2 separate regions of the Mus musculus genome follow, and region 1 is linked to region 2. The links are chromatin contacts, called in public HiChIP or PLAC-seq maps. All regions are on one chromosome and are shown on one strand. Each heading gives the region's core, a stretch centred on a gene start, on an enhancer-like site or on the middle of the called end of the contact. The rest is flanking DNA. Distances are from core to core; before and after follow the strand shown.

Region 1 (4,624 bases), core at 1,932-4,431, 110 kb after region 2:
GTTGTTGATAGGCATCTTGCCATCCTACCTTTGTTTCAGAGGGTTGCTATTGACTATCTGTTGTTATAACTACCTTGTTAAAACCACCTTGTAAGGAGGCCATTATGACTAACTTCTTATGCTTATGTTCAACTCTTGCAACCCTGACAAATCCCCCATTTGGAAACTCCCTACCCCTGAGCTTTAAAAACCTTATCTTCCTCACATCCAAGGCTGACCTCATGAATCCCACCTTGGGGAAAGGCAATTTGTGTATACAAATAAAAAAGCTTGCTTTCATTAATTGGTCCATAATGATTTGGGTAAGTGGTCTTTCTCCTTACATCTTTGGCGTTAAGGAAAGTAAGCATAGGCAACTAAGAAATACTGAGAACAAAAGAAATAGTCTTCTCTAGGGAAGAGCATACTGATTGGTTATTCAATACCAAGTGGTCATCCTTGAAAACATACATACAAGTAACACTATATAGACTGAGCAGGTTGTATTTATGTATTAGTAATATATGTATATGTATGTATGTATATGTATATTAATATATCTGTGTGTGTGTGTGTGTGTCAAAAATTACAGAATGAAAATAGGCCATGAATTTGTAAAGAGAGCAAGGTAGGCTACATGGGAGGGTTTGGATTGAGGAAAGTGAAGGAAGAAATGATATAATCTTAAAAGTAGAAATCATTTCAAAAAAATCTTTTTGAAGAATTTAGATCAATCTTCATAATTAACTTAAGGAAATTCACCTTATTCCTCATTTTATCTAGGACAGTAGGAGTCTCAGAGTCAAATTTGGAAGCTCACTTTAGCTGTGCATTCAGATTATGTTTTCAAATGCAAAACTGTCTTAGCTGGTTCCAGATTTCTTAACAGAGTTCTGTAAGCCAACAACAAACATATCTCTCAGTAAGGAGACCGGAAAATCTAAGATCAAGGTTCTGCTGGTATCAAGGAAGGGTTCATGAACAGTTCTTCCATTATGCTCCCTATGGCTAAGGAGGGTTGAGAGATCTCCAGGGTCTTTAAGAATGTTCCACCGTTGCGACTTCATTATCTTCTGAAGGACCCATCTCCAGTCACCATCACATTACAGGTTAGAATGTCAGCATAGGAATTTTGGGTAGACACACATATACAACTTTTGTGACTTACCCATATTGCCAAGTCCTGCATGGCTGTGGAAGGGACATCATGAGACAGTTCTTGTTCCTGGAGCACAATGTTGACGGTTGCTAGGAGTAAAGCTTGTTTGTATAATAATGTACATATTTTCATGCTCTTCCTTCAGGGAATGCTCTCCCCATTAAGGTTAATAACTCCATGATAATAAGAAACAGCATGAGTCCAGAAGGATAGAATGTGTTTCTCAGCAAAATGGTAAAAGCTGTGACCTTCAAGACAGCCCTTAAAGCTGTGGGAAAGAACTCTGAAAATATGAGTTCAAGAATATATAGTTTCTCAACTGTGCAAAATTTAAGGATGCACTATGAATTGTATGCGGGGCTTTATAGACCTAAAAGAACAGAGACAGCTGCACTAATGAGTCAGAAAGATATTAAGGGAAGAGTTAAAGAGATATAGGGAGTGATGATCTCAGGGCAACATCCCACCCAGCTAAGTTTATTGTTTGTGCTTACAAAGACTCTGCCTAGATTCCTGAGTTCAAGGTCAGCCTGGGACAGAGCAAGTTCAGATCCAGGCATAATGGGAATGGTAATCTCAGGATCTCAGGATGGGATTCCGCCCCACCCCCCACCCCCCGCAGCTAAACTTATGTTTGTGCTTACAGAGGCAGGCAGGTCTCTGAGTTCATTTGCCACGTTTTAAAAATGTACTTGCTGATTTCTAAGAATCAAGGAGCTAAGGTCATAAAATGCTGATTGGTGGGGTAATCAATAGGGAACTTGGGGTAATGACTGAGTTGATATATAAATAAAAGACTGGGATTTGATCTCTAAGAGCTGAACATACAGCTCTTTGAAGAGCCAACTCGAGCAGAAGACAGAGCTGTCAGCTTGCACCCACCACTAATCTCAAGTCATTTCTTCTGCCACTCTCAAATACTCCTTCCTCATGACCCCCTCTCCAAGATGAGGCTGGTCCTTGGCACCATAGTGTGTATGTGTGTGTGTAAATGTGTGTGTGTGTGTGTCTGTGTGAGTGTGTGTAAATGTGTGTCTGTGTGTGTGTGTGTCTGTGTGTGTATGTCTGTGTGTGAGTGATGTGTGTGTAAATGTGTGTGTGTCTGTGTCTCTGTGTGTATGCCTATGTGTGTGCGTGTGTGTAAATGTGTGTATGTCTGTGAATGTGGGTATGTATGAGTGAGTGAGTGTTTGTGTGTGTGTGTGTGTGTGTGTGTGTGTGTGTGTGTGTGTGTTTTACTGGGGAATAAACCCAAGACTTTATTTCATCCAGGCAACTACTCCACCAAGTGAGCTATATCCCCAGCCGTGCTTTCCCATATTTTAATTATTTTCTTTATTTTTAAAGGACTTCTTGTTATCACAAACTGCCTCAATTTAAAAAAAAAACAATTTAAGCAGTTTTTATAATAAGATATACCTACAAACCAGTACTGTGGGCAACCTGAAGAAGGTCCTTAAAATTCCAAAGTTTGTTTTACCCAGAGGCTGTCCAGAGAACCCTGATAAGTAACTAATTCTGGTATTTAGAGAGAACACATGCTCAAAGTTAAGATAATGAAACAATGCTCTGCTGATTGTTGAAAGCCACTCCTCCTGACCTCTAGAACTAACTCTGTACAGCCACTTAACAGCTCCTGGCTTCTGGGTCTACCTCTGGAGGACATGGAGGGGCTCCCCGGATACAGAGACCTTACAGAAGATTGGGGTGAATGGAGGCCCCCTTGAGCTCCCCTGTTCTAAACAATCGCCTCCTAGTGTCCAGGCTTACCCATATTGTGGCAGCCATCCCTGGGGACTCTCAGCTCCTGTGACATCTCTCACGTCCCTGTCACTCCACCGACACCTTGTGCTAATGCTTGACTTCAGATTCTCATTACCTCATGCCCAGATCAGGCCAATAGCCTCTAGTCTCCCAACATCCTGTGCCCGCCACACCTCTCTCAACCACTACTGTATTTGTAAGGAGATACTGCCTGCATCTCGCGAGTTCACTGCTCAAAGCCTTCGAGGGACTGCCCGCCGTCAGGTGAATACTCTGCGGCTTCAGACACCCACACCCATGTTCCTTCTTCGTCTGATACAGCGTCTAGCCCTTCTCTCGGAATTCCCCTGTGGACTTCCCATGCTGCTTGTTATTTCTCAACTATGCTGCTGCTTTCCCTCACCTACTCAACGCCCCATGCCAGGCACACTGCCTGTCCTCCAGTTTCTCGTTCTTGCCTGTCTGTCATCACCCTGTTTGGCCCCATCTCCACTGACCCCTTCCCTGACAACTGCCCTTATCTGAATGAAACCACTCACGTGTCACCTTCTCCACTGCCTCCTATTGTCAGTGAGCCTCTTATTCAAGCATGTGCTTGGCTTCCCTGATACACCATGAACGCCCTGTAGCCAGAGGACTAAAAACAGATGGATCAAGGCCTGGGGAGGCAAGGGGAGGTGTGGGGACAGCTTGACATTGGGGTTCAGAGATCAGGCAGGCTATATTTTAACTGCCAACTCTGTGACCTGGTGAGATTCCTGATCTTGAGACAGGCTAACTCCATGACAGGCTTCCAAAGAGCAGTTCAGGAGACTAGGCCTAAATCTCTGTTTCCAAGAACTGAGCAAATCTAGGCAAGTCCAGGCCTCAGAAGCTGCCCCACCACCTGGCCTCAGGCAAGGACAATGGGTCAGCAGCAGTTTCCACACTTCCTCAGCAACAGTTTCCAGACTTCTAGCCTCCCACACCCCAGCGATGGTCCCAGAATGTCCCTAGAGATAGATCGAACAGATTAAGATAGAGGTCACCTACTGCTCCCCAGAATTCCCCTAATGTGCTTTAAATCAGGTCTTTGAGCTTACTTCTGGATCTCCATCTTTATAAAAGGTAGACCCCAGCATGCTGGACTTCTGCAAAATAAAAGACTCTTTGTGTTTACATACTATTTGAGTCTGGGGTATCATTCTTCCACAAATCATGGACTCTTACAATCTTTCCATGACCTTCTCAGAAAATGGGGATAATGGCCAAGCCCACCTCATAGGGCAATTATGAGGATAATGAATTAGTATGCAGACGGCCCTGAGACTGGCATGCACACAAAGTTCACTTAATTTATTATTTCTTTCATTATCAAGCAAGGTGAGAGGGCTTGTCATGGGCTAGGTACTACATAAGTGACCTTGTTTAATTCCTAGAACGATCCAGTGACAAAATGGGACTCTGCTCACGGTAGAGAGGAGAAACCTGAGGTTCTGCGAAGTTGAGCCACACGGCTGGTAATTAGTTCATCCTCTCAGCCACTGTGAGTTCAAGGACCGTTGCCTCCTCCTGGCCCTACAATAGGTCAATCCTGATGTAGAGCAAAGGGCTTCTTCTGCTCCTTTATATCCTTCAGTATCGCTTAAGCTGCTCAAAGCACGTTTGTTGTGGAATGACCGGCAGACTTCTTACACCGGATCAGCCCTTTGTGCTCCTCTGTGCGGAGGTCACTGATTGCCC
Region 2 (4,125 bases), core at 466-2,965:
TTTAAATGAGTTTAATGCAACAGATTACCTGGTACATTCATACCCTAGAATGAGTCTCCTAGTTCCACTCCTATTAACTTTCACAAAAATGTTGTCGTTAGTTTTTTTATAGGATAGTAAATTCAAGTACCCCAAATTGTGTAAATGGTGTCTTTAACTGTATATTTTGACAGATGTTTTATTTCTTAACATTTTTAATTCCTTCCATTGAAAACAGAGGACTGAAACGCCATCAATTCTTCCCTTCTTTCTCATACTATTTTGGTGATGAAAATGAGCACTTTCCAGGCTTTCACACACACACACACACACACACACACACACACACACAGAGGGAGAGAGAGAGAGAGAGAGAGACTGGTCTACAGAGTGAGTTCCAGAACAGCCAGGGTATATATAGAAACTCTGCCTCGAAAAACCAAAAACAAACAAACAAACAAACAAACAAGTGTAGATATGCAGAGAAGTCAGCACCATGACCAACACCTGTAACTTAACTTATTACTTGCGTAGTTGTGGCAAGAGGATTGCCACAAGCACAGGAGTTTGAGGCTAACATGGACTGCAAAGTTCGAGGCCAACTTGAACTGCTAAGTAAGTTAGTCTCAAAAAAAAAAAAATGGGGGAGGAGAGAAATTTGAGAGGAAGGGCCCTAACAAGGCTACAAAACTCTTGGTATATTTCAGAAATATCGCTATGAATAAATAGATGTACACACAATTGTGCTGTTCAGAGGATTAATCACATGATCAATAGCACTAATTCATCTCTAGTGATAGCCTAGGCATCTTGGTCAAGTTCGTTTTCTCCACCAGCTATAGAATTAACAGGCAGGAAAACCTGCAGCAGACACCTCAAGCACCACGGACTGAATCAGCAGTTGAAGACAAGCGTTTATTGGGGGCGAGGAAACACACATGTGTATCCAACACACAAGGAAACGGCCTCTGCAGAGGGGCACTCCGGACTGGGGCCTATCTAACAGTCTAGAATTTAATCTCACTTTGATAGTGAGCCCTGTGATGGTGGTACACAAGAAATTCTTGAATGTACATTTGTATTGAGAACCCGTCGAAGTGTTTTGCTGTGAAGGCGTGCAGAATTTCATGTAAAGAAGCAGTTAACGCTCTACACTATTCTGACAAATATTAAGCTCGGATCAATCGCTTCACAGCCTTCATTCCAACTGCAGATTTCTTTTTTGGGGGTGGGGTGGGGTGTTTTTGTTTGTTTTGTTTTGTTTTGTTTTGTTTTGTTTTGTTTTTTGAGACAGGGTTTCTCTGTGCAGTCCTGGCTGTCCTGGAACTCATTCTGTAGACCAGGCTGGCCTCGAACTCAGAAAACCACCTCTGCCTTTCAAGTGCTGAAATTACAGGCGTGCACCACCACTGCCCGGCCTCAACTGCAGATTTCTTATTGCCTTAGTGACGAGGGGTGGGGCTGTCTTAAAAATCTCCTATCCACTTCCAGCCTTTGTAAAGAGTCCGTGTTGGGATACCTCCGAAACCTCGGAAACCTAACCAGTTAGGAAGCATATGTGTACCGCGGGTGGTTGAGTTGTCTCCCTTCACACCGGAAGCGGGAGCAGGATCCCTCTCTCCCGCCTCTGTCTCACGGTGCGGTGTCTAACAGAGACGCACCCTAGGAGAGCGTCACGTCTCCATAGCAACCGGTGATCCAAGCGCTGAGGCCGGACCGGCGGGGCGGGGCCAGGCGGCGGGGGCGGAGCTGAGGCTGTCCCGGGCAGGGCGCCGGCGGCCCCGAATCACCTGTCCACTCCGCGAACTGAGTTTGGGCGGCTGGCGGAGAGTTTGAGAGCCGGGTAGCCGGAGCTTCTAACCGGAATGGAGGAAGGAGACTTCTCAGGTTCATCCGTGCGATCCGAGGTGACGGATGGGCGGAACACCACGACCACGACAGAAACACGCACAACCTCTGAACTCCAACCGAAGCCCCTTGTGCTCAGGCTCCTGGAGGTGCAGAATGGTGACGAGGCCGAAGCGGTTGGGGAGGAAGGACAAGAAGAGGACTACGAAGGGTCCAAGACTCACAAATCCCATGAGGTCTCCGCATCCTTCAGATCCCACAACTCCAGCGATCCTCCCCAGTCCCGCAAGGCCAGTGATTCCCTCCGGTCTCGCAAGGGCATTGAGCCCCTGGAGCCCCGCAAGACCAGTGATTCCTTCCGGTCCCTAATGGGCAGTGATCCCCTTCAGTCATCCGAGCGCCAGGAGGATGGAAAAGATGATTTGTTTCCCAACGCAGTGATTATGACCTCCCCATCTTTGATAGCCAGATACCTACCACGGCTCCAGCTGGCTTCTCTGAGAGGTAGGTTTAGCCCTGACCCCGTTGAATCCAGCCATTTAGAACTCGGGAGTCCGAGCTAAATGGTCGCTGTTTTAAGGAACTTGACTCTACCTGCTGGTTTACAGCCACTTCTCTTTATACTTCAAGGAATCCAAAGGGAAATTGACACCCTAATGACAGAAGCCACCTCACACTTCCACGATTGAACCTAGTGATTGAACCTAGTGCCTCCCATGTACTCGAGGCACTCTGGGCTCGAAGCCTCTCATAATCCTTCGGCTAAGTACACCATTGCATCCAGCTATTACACTTGGGGTTTTGCTTTGGTTTTAAGATTTATTTACTATTATATTATATGTAATTACACTGTAGCTGTCTTTAGACACACCAGAAGAGGGCATCAGATCTCATTACAGATGGTTGTGAGCCACCATGTGGTTGCTGAGAATTGAACTCAGGACCTCTGGAAGAGCAGTCAGTGCTCTTAACTGAGTCATCTCTCCAGGCCCACAGCTAAGTGCACTCTTTAGACTCCACCAACCTTCACACCTTTGTCTTTCACCCAATGGAAGACTGCACCTTATATTTTACCAAGAAATGGATATAACCGATCACAAACTCACTTACTTGCTTACCAGCAGTTTATTGGTCTCCGGACATGAGTACTCAGAGTCTGTCTTTTCTCATCTTTCAGGGGAGACTTGTGCTTGTTTTTTATGAAGCACATTTTCCTCCTAGGCCTCAGATTCCACTGTTTCCTGAAGAACTTTGATCTTACATCGTCAGGTTCTCCTCTAACGAATCAGTCCTATGAGCAAACACACTCTTATCTTGAAACAACTTTTGACCCTATGCCTTCTTTATCCCCCTCCCCCCCAAGGATTCACTTCCTCCTCTTATTCTCCTCTTGTTGTGGCCTGGTCTCTAAATCCATGGCCTTGAAACTTCACGTGGCCCCCTTAGCCATCTCAAGCTGCATTTCTTAATGCCTCACTTGCCAGTGTACACTTCCATCTCTCCCTCTCTTTCTTTAACACCCCATCAACAAGCATACAAAACTGAGGCTGGAGAGTGGGGAAGAGAGCTTGTTGTGTAAGCGTGGGGACCTGAGTTCTGATCTTGGCACCCATGTCGTGAGTGTGATTCTTAAACTCCAGTGCAGGGGACAGATGGGGGAGACAGACAGAAGGAGCCCCCGATGTCAAAGGAATTAGGTGGAGAATGATCAGACACCAAGCCATCCTCACTTGGCCTGCTCGAGCCCGGGTGTGTGTACTCTCTCTCTCTCTCTCTCTCTCTCTCTCTCTCACACACACACACACACACACACACACACACACACACTACTCACACGCATTATTTTTTTTCTTCCTCCACCACAGTGCTGCACCTAAAGTGACCCCTTTCTCCCGTCTCGGGTGGATGAGCTGTCTTCTATTGGTGGCCATTTCTGCCTTCTATTTGTTGGACCTCATCCCACCTAACTTTAATTTTCAAAAATGGTTGTGTGTGTATGGATATATACCAATGATGCATATATGTGGTTGTGTGTGTGTGTACCACAGTGGAGTCAGAGAAACATTCTGCAGAGTCTTATCTTTATGTGGGTTCTGTCAGGTCATGCACTGAGCCGTGTTACCAGTCCCATCTAACCTCTTTCTGCTGCATCCTTTGGTCCCCTCTTTCCTGGACCATCCTCCCCATTGAGAGATAAATACTATACAATTCCTGTACCTGGAAACAACCACAGACCTTTCCCCAGCCCCAACAACCCTTCTCTTCCAGGCACCACTCTATTTCCTTACTTGACTTAGA

What was found. HiChIP or PLAC-seq counts read pairs in DNA pulled down with a chosen protein or histone mark.
Region 1: a contact with region 2 is called in an H3K27ac HiChIP or PLAC-seq map of trophoblast stem cells, with 2.6 times the contacts expected there. The contact joins the enhancer-like site here to the promoter of Thegl in region 2. A contact is called at or near these places in 4 of 39 promoter capture datasets (cranial neural crest, embryonic stem cells, macrophages and 1 more), 4 of 115 datasets of contacts at active chromatin or transcription factors (bone marrow-derived macrophages, embryonic stem cells and trophoblast stem cells) and 5 of 9 other capture datasets (adipose tissue, embryonic trunk, liver and 2 more).

What each region holds. Positions count from the first base shown.
Region 1 is chr5:77,127,395-77,132,018 of GRCm38.p6, forward strand. No RefSeq gene overlaps it. Among named protein-coding and RNA genes, the nearest start is that of Gm15831, 7.3 kb to the left of the region's middle. RefSeq lists an enhancer at 2,486-3,599. Within about 2 kb of position 3,182, at least 44 of the 459 cell types and tissues checked have an H3K27ac peak or open chromatin away from gene starts, as enhancers often do. A contact at or near this core is called in trophoblast stem cells, where this site is marked.
Region 2 is chr5:77,014,308-77,018,432 of GRCm38.p6, forward strand. It overlaps Thegl (theg spermatid protein like), which reads left to right and starts at 1,716. Exons shown (of 9, transcript NM_027970.1): 1 at 1,716-2,331. The coding sequence starts at 1,845. 1700112J05Rik (RIKEN cDNA 1700112J05 gene) reads right to left here. Exons shown (of 4, transcript NR_077218.1): 2 at 2,938-3,118.